2 separate regions of the Macaca mulatta genome follow, and region 2 is linked to region 1. Evidence: chromatin contacts called from public Hi-C data. All regions are on one chromosome and are shown on one strand. The core of a region is the stretch at or near the end of the contact, and the rest is flanking DNA. Distances in the headings are between cores, read along the strand shown.

The links. Hi-C and Micro-C count contacts between places; a contact is called where the count stands out from the background.
Region 2: a contact with region 1 is called in a Hi-C map of cortical neurons, with 6 times the contacts expected there. The contact joins the promoter of SSPN here to the promoter of BHLHE41 in region 1. A contact is called at or near these places in 3 of 14 Hi-C or Micro-C datasets (cortical neurons, fetal cortex germinal zone and fibroblasts).

The regions. Positions count from the first base shown.
Region 1 is chr11:28,470,483-28,474,552 of T2T-MMU8v2.0, forward strand. BHLHE41 (basic helix-loop-helix family member e41) reads right to left here and starts at 2,382. Exons shown (of 5, transcript XM_015151321.3): 1 at 2,064-2,382; 2 at 1,865-1,928; 3 at 1,415-1,522; 4 at 973-1,084; 5 at 1-509. The coding sequence starts at 2,125. It also overlaps a transcript of SSPN not described here.
Region 2 is chr11:28,542,663-28,546,383 of T2T-MMU8v2.0, forward strand. SSPN (sarcospan) reads left to right here and starts at 1,448. Exons shown (of 3, transcript NM_001261346.1): 1 at 1,448-1,800. The coding sequence starts at 1,522.

The DNA of each region.
Region 1 (4,070 bases), core at 1,132-3,631:
GCGGGAATCCAGCTTCATCCTCTTGGGCGCCGGCAAGTCCTCCCCGGGAGGCTCCTGCTTGATGGTGACGCGACTCGCCCCCGCGCCTTTGCCTTTCTCGCGGTCCGGCCGGGCCTCGGCTTCACCGCCGTAGCCGCTGTCGGTGTCCGTGTCGTTCTCGGCGGCGAGCTCGGCGCTGGGCTGAGTCCGCTGGATGACCGGCACGCAGTAGGCGAGGGGCTCCAGCTTCTGCCCCGCGCGCTCCAGGCAGGGGGCGGCCGCGGACCCGGCGGCCGAGGGAGCGCCGGTGCCTTTGCTCAGAGGGACCTGTTGAGTCAACAGCTGCGGGGTGGGCAAGAACTGGGTGGCCACGGCGTGCAAGTGGTTGATCAGCTGGACACACCGCGGCTCCCTGGGTGTCCAGCTCTCAAACCGGGAGAGGTATTGCAAGACTTCTTTGGCGCATGTTTGAAATCCCGAGTGGAACGCATCCAAGTCGGACTGAATGGGCGATTTCAGAGATCGCTCCCCTAGGATGAGGAAGGGATGGGGGGGTGGGGACGGAGGAGTGGAGGCAAGAAGAAACATACCCACGTTAAAACATCTGCTTATCACGTGGGTCCTGCATCGACTAAAGTGATCTCGGTTTTTCCCCAGTATTCAAGTGATATAATCCACCGGTTGCTGAGAGAAGGGGGGTGGCGGAGGTGCGGAGCTGGGAGAGGGCGCTCTCCTCCCAGCTGAAAACCAAAGTGGAGCGGGTGCAACCGCCACTTTAAAACCTGATTCCTCCGAGTTCTGCTGAAAGCCTCTAGGATGCTTCGGGAAATGGGCTCGTTCCAATGAAGGGAAAGTATGAAGCAATTTAACAAATGAGAGGGAACCCATGAGCCCACCGAAAGAGGTGGGGTGCAGGTGAAGGAGTCCTGACACTGCTCCCCTGTGGGCTGCCCCGCTTCATCAGGGTAGGTTGGCCTCTCTGAACTGACTTACCATTCTGTAAAGCAATTATCTTCTGATGCTGTTGCTCGGTTAAGGCGGTTAAAGCTTTTAGGTGTTTCAGAGTTAATTCCAAGACTACGGCTTTCTCCAGATGCCCCAGAGTCTGCAGTAGTGCAAAAAAGAAAGGGGCACTTGGTTACTTAAAAAACACACATTTGGCTTAATTGGCTGTCCATTCAGCACAGCAATTTAAGCAAACACTTTGAAAGAAGTACTATTCTTATACTTCTTGAGCTTTCCACAAGACAGGTTATAAATGATTTCTTGCCTTCAGCTGGGAGCACCGACTCAGTTTGCGGGAAACTCTGTACGGTATAGCACAAGTTGTAAATCAGGAACTTATATTTACATTTATTCTTATATTTTCTGGGAGTCGCACCAGACTATTAAAACGCCCTTGGAGAGCAGCAAAGAATGAAAACGTGCATCTTACTGTCAATTTCAGATGTTCAGGCAGTAAATCTTTCAGCTGAGCAATGCATTCATTAATTCGGTCTCTTCTTTTCTTTTCTATTAATCTGTGCGGTAATTTGTAGGTATCCTTAATATATGAGAGTCATGGAAAAGAGAAAACAGTAAGCGAAACATTCATTTATTGGATATTACCCTCCTCTGTCCCTCCCCGCCCCCCACCACCATAAAACATACTATGTGATAAACTACACCCAAGAAACCTCTTTCCTCTGGACTGTTCTGCAATGCAATTTAAATTCAGGTATGATGTTTAATATCCCCTTGAGAGTACCCAGCAAGCCACTTAAAATTCACAGTTGGGGAAGCTCAGGGGCTGGAATATATTTGCAGGCAGAGCTTGGCTGTGAAATCAATGGCCCTAATTAACTACCCATGCAGGTTATGAGGAATATCGAGAACTTACACTTACCTTGGTATCGTCTCGTTTCATGCTCCTTTTGGGTTTACACATATACAAAGAGGAATAATCCAGTCTGCAAAACAGAAATCAGCATCAGGCACCCATTCGGGGAGGGGCTCTGCCCTCGCCAGCTCCATACCACTTTCTGGAGAAGAGAAAAATCAAACCAAAGCCTAGACAGATAGTCGCAAGGGTGCGTGCACCTTACCCTATAAAATCTCTATGTTCCAGTAACTGTCTCTCTTGCAAATGAGGAATTCCTTCGTCCATGTTCAACTGCTGTTCGTTTCCTCTGTTTCGATTTTTGGGGCTCTGTACAATAATCTGTGGGACGGTAGGCTTGGGAGATCTTGGGGGGATCTGTGCGTCTCCAGTCTCTCTCTCTCGCTCTCCCTCTTCAGTGCAGTGTTGAAAGTGTGAAGCAGTTGGTCCCCCCTCCACCGCGCTCGCACACACACACGCACACACACGCACACTCGCGCCGGCCCCACTGCGCTGGTAGTTTGCTCTCACTCCAGGCAGTGTTTGGCCACAGGGCACGCGCGTCGCCGGCCAGACCAGCACCCAGCTCACGTGCGGAACGTACCATCCGCGGTCCAGCCCGGAGGGGGGCGGGGGAGGAGGGGCCGGGCCGGGAGGGGGCGTCGGGAGAAGGCGGCGAGAGAAGGCGAACGGCAGGAGGGGGCGGGGACACCTGATCAGGGCCACCGGAAAGGAAAAACAACTTCGGCCAAGCTATTCATCTTCCCAAAGGCGACGGAGTCGGCAGGGGGAGGGGGAAGTGGGGGTGCGGGGGTGCGCGGCAGCCTGAGCTTCCTTGGCTCGGAAATGCGACTCCCTGGGTTCGTCCGTTATTACGGTGCAGGAATGTGAACGTGGCTTTTTGCTTTTCCACCGACTGTGCTGTTGGTTTGAACCATAAAAAGGAAAGAAAAAGAGAATTCGCGGTGGGTAAACTTGAGTCCCAAAGGAAATTTTGGAGACTTGTTTGCTCACTGATCAGTGGGGCGGAGAGGTTGCCTCGAGAAGAAGCAACTTGCAATCTGCTCCTTGAAGGATTTAAGACACTTGAAAACGTTGTCACCGGGTCCGAATGTCGCAATCCAAGTGTCTTTCGGTGACACGGCGTTCCTGGGCCACCTAAACTTCCCCGCAGCAGCCGGAATTGCGGTGCCACTAATCACAGCAGCAGATGACGACGTTTGGAGCCGCGTGTGCTCCTGGAGGAACGCGGCGGGGAGCGAGCCGGGGTTGAGTGGGGGCTGGGGAGGGAGAAGGGGGTGGCACGAGAGGGGCTATCACAGGAAAGCTATGCAGCATTTATCACCCGCCCGCTCAACTCCGCCGCGTTCCGAGCCTCCGGTGACGCTACGTGCTTTCCCCATCCCCCCGTCCCCCCGCGCGATAAGAGACGCCCGGAGTGTGCAGAGCCCACGTTTACTACCGCTGGCACCTCCAAAGCCTCCCTCCTTAATCCTGTCTCAAACGGGTACCAGCACAGGGCCAGCAACGTGATCCGACCTGCCGCTGCTGCCACATCACTGCTCGGGGAACCCGTGCGCGCGCGCGCTCGCCCTGCAGCCGCGGCGCTCGGCGCTGGGAAGCACAGGCCAGCAAGAGCCGAGTTACCTTTCCCCAGAGCCACCCCGGGAGCCTGACTCACTGCTAGTGAGAGTTACCGGGAGGTGCCCGGGGATGCGCACTGCCCACGCCGCCCTGCGAGTCCAGGGGAAAGCATGTCTTGAGGGACTCCCAGGGGTGGGATGGAGGGAATATATATATTTCTCTAGATACACATAAAAGCATAGAGATAAAACCAAGGTCTTTCCTGCACCGAGAGGGATATTTACATTCTTCCCGGGGTGATCTCCGAAACACTGATTATTGGCAGTGATAAGTGAACCGAGGGGAGAACGCCGAAGGCACACGCACCAGGGCGCAGCAGGGACTGGGGCGCCAGCTACGTGTCCCCCAGCCCGCCCCGCCGGGCACGGGTTCCGGGGACGGATCTGGGTCGCGGGAAGCGGCGGCTGGGAGGAGGTCACGTGTCTGCGGGAGTCGCGTCTCCTCCCCGACTCCAGGAGCAGCCCAGGCCGCGGCGGCCGCTCGCGCTGCTGCAGTCTCCGGAGTCCTGGGCGGAGACGCGCACTGCGTCTGGCTTCGTGACTCGGGCGGCGGCGGCGGCCCAGGATCACCCCGGCGTGAGGAGACGCTC
Region 2 (3,721 bases), core at 198-2,697, 71 kb after region 1:
TTTCACTGAAATTTGCCCTAAGTGCTACCGAGTAGAGGTATGCGGGAATAAGAATAATCAGTTTTATTGATTTCTTCTGTGACTTTGGGCCAGGACCAAGTCTATTTTGAACATCTTTATATCTTAGCACATTGTAGGTGCTTTAAAAATAACTCTTAAATATTGACTGAGTAAAAGTGTTTGTCTCTAAGATGGACAATCCAATCCCCCTAAGCACTGTTGTGGAGATGAGTGAAGACTAACTAGGAGTCTTGCTTTGTCTCCCAGGCTGGAGTGCAGTGCCCTGATCGCGGCTCACTACAACCTCTGCCTCCCGGGTTCAAGTGATTCTCCTGCCTCAGCCTCCCAAGTAGCTGGGACTGCAGGCGCATGCCACCATGCCTGGCTAATTTTTGTATTTTTAGTGGAGACGGGGTTTCACCATGTTGGCCAGGCTGGTCTTGAACTCTTGATCTTGTGATCCACCCACCTTGGCCTCCCAAAGTGCTGGGATTACAGGCATGAGCCATCGCGCCCGGCCAACAGAGCTTTTAAAAACAAATACACGTGAGAGGCCAGGTGCATGGTGGCTCTTGTCTGTAATCCCAGCACTTTGGGAAGCTGAAGCAGCAGAATCCCTTGAAACCAGGAGTTCAAGACCAGCTTGGACAACATAATGAGATGCCATCTCTATGAAAAAATAAAAAAAAATTAGCCAGGTGTGTTGGCGATTGCCTGTAGTCCCAGCCACTTGGGAGACTGAGGAGAGAGAAGCTATTGAGTCGAGGAGTCCGAGGCTGCAGTGAGCTAGGATGGTGACACTGCACTCCAGCCTGGGCAACACAGTGAGCCCCTGTTTGGAAAATAATAATAATTAATAATATATGTGAAAGAGAGTTCCCAATTAGAGAGTTCTAACATCTTTAGAAAGATTCAAAAACACCTAAATGCGAAAAATGTCTGTATTCGTTTGTCAGCTGGATTACAGAGAGCAGAAAGAAAAGAGAGCCTGTGCCTCTGTAGGAAAGTAACAACGACTTAACTTCTGGAAATGACTTCGCAGCTTAGAGCCCAGCAATGCCTATTTTGGATTAAACTGTGTATTAATTAAGCTCAAACGATTTCAACATTCATCACGTTGCACTGCACCTCACAGAAAGCAAAACCAAAACAATCCTGGAGTTTTGAGTGAGGAAAACAGACACCCCGCACTCTCACACGCGCGCACTCGCAGGCTGTCTAAAGTGCACAGGCTCAGGCGGCCAAGGGACCCGCGCCGGTTCCCGCGGGCGACCTGCAAACCCTGCCTGGGGCCCAGCAGGCGCTGCGTCCCGGCGCGTTGGCAGTTGGCGACCCCCCTCGAATCCCCCTCTGCTGCGGGCTCCCCGTGGCCTTTGGAGGCTCGGTGAGTCGGCTCCAAATGTTTTCCATATTTGTTCAGCCTCCATAATTCGAATACCAGGGCAGGCCGAGCCAGCCGTGCGCCGCGCTCCAGGGCCCAGGGCGCCGCTCACGCACCCACCCACCCAGCCTCGCAGCACCATGGGCAAGAACAAGCAGCCCCGCGGCCAGCAGAGGCAGGGGGGGCCGCCGGCCGCGGACGCCGCTGGGCCCGACGACATGGAGCCGAAGAAGGGCACGGGGGCCCCCAAGGAGTGCGGGGAGGAGGAGCCCCGGACCTGCTGCGGCTGCCGGTTCCCGCTGCTGCTCGCCCTGCTGCAGCTGGCCCTGGGCATCGCCGTGACCGTGGTGGGCTTCCTCATGGCGAGCATCAGCTCCTCCCTGCTAGTCAGGGACACTCCATTTTGGGCTGGGATCATTGTAAGCATCGAGTCTGTTTTGCCTAAGCGCGTTTGCCAAACAGGAATGCGAAGTCGCATGGTCGAGTTGAGACTAACCCAGCTGCATGTGCCCTTCCCCGGGTTCACTCCTCTAACTCGCGCTCTGCTTGGTGACTGATGCGTGGGGCACTGGGTTTTCCCGGGCGGGGCACGGCTGGACGCGATAGAACTCCTGCCCCTCTCCTGCTCGCCGCTCCCAGAGCCTGCACGGGGCCTGACTCTGACGCTCTGAAGCGGGGGAGTTCATTTCAAAAGCTGCTTATTTTGGTCAGACTGAACAACCTCAATAACAACAGCAGATTCATTCGGGCTTTTTCCTTATCCTATTACCAGACCCCACCCCTGTCCTTAAGCAAGTGGCAAAAAGTGAATTAAGTTCATCTAGTAAAAGCAGCAGAGGAGAAAGCCTGTACTTGGAGTTGCCACATTGAGTAGCATTCATTTTATGTTTTAAACTGAAGCTCCATTAGTAAGTTTCATGAAATGATGGGCTAAGGCAGGAAATGCGAATACAGCAAGCACAGCCTTAATCCACTGGAGTCTAAAGTGGGATAAACTCAGGGCGCTGGCCATGGCAGAAGTATATTTGGGACTCCCCTGATGGATGTACTGTTCTAAGTAGAACAGTACTCAGCTGTTGTGAGTGTTGAAACGTATAGCATACTTGGCTTGGTTAAATGAATTCTTTAATGTAAAACGGGTGCCACTTATTGAATACCTACTGTGTGCACGCCCTGCTAGAGGCCTTACATGTATTATTTCTAATCCCCACATCATCCTGATGGGATCGTTTTAATCATTCTCATTTCTCAAATGAGAGAACCCACGCCAGACTCACCCAGGGTCATGAGTGAGTATAGCATTCAGCCATGCTGATTGCTTTTTATGCTAGACTATATCTGCATTTTCCTCATTGAACCACGCTGCCACCACATTTGGTTTGTAACTTTAATATTATGTTATATTACAGTGTCTTGTAGCTTATTAAACTCTTTCACATGCGTTATTTCATTTGACCCATGAAACAACACTTTGAAGTGGGAATTGTTATTCCTTTCGGATGTGAGGAAATAGGCTAAGAGAAGTTAGATGACATTCTCAAGCCCAGAGATTGAATGTGGTCGAATCAGGAAAGACTAGAAATGACATTTTTGACTCCTAGTCTCATATTGCATCCTTACTGCTATTACTGACCACAGGAACTATAACTCACAAAACATCCCTCAAAATAATTTTGTATCACGGACAGACATTAGAGAGACCTGATATATATGCATTGATGGAGGTATTTCCTAATTAAGATTATTTGAATACACAAATTTTTGCATAGTAATTTAAAACTTTAATTTTTGTGCTAAGAATTCCCATGAAATTATCATGATTGGCGTTTTCTAAATCAAGTGATTTTAAAAATAGCTTTTCAGTAAGATATACTGGGTATTTCAGACACCTCAATGACTATCCACATACCCAGGGGGAAAAAATGTCTGGCCTTTAATGCCAGGGGAATTAAAACAAAGAATGAAGCTCTTTCATTCAATGTTTTTAAATATCATTTGCGAATGTGTTCCCCATCCTTTCTTTATTGCAACTTCAAAAAGCTTAGCACCAAAGAGGTAAATTAGATAGAGAAAAAACCTATTTTAAGGTTTAAGGCATGAACATACGAACCGTGCAACCCAGAAATGTTATGAACTAAATCTCCTGGGGGAAATGATGTTCCTAATTGCCCTGGAAGCTCCCTGGGTGTTGCACAAAGGGCATTATATACAGCCAGGTCTCTGCTCTTTCTGGTTTTCTTTTTTATCATCTAGGATTCATTTGAAGTTTGCTCTCAGTACATAGCCCTCATGAAATCTGTCATCTTAGATTTTCTTTCAGCTGAGAAACTATGTAGAGCA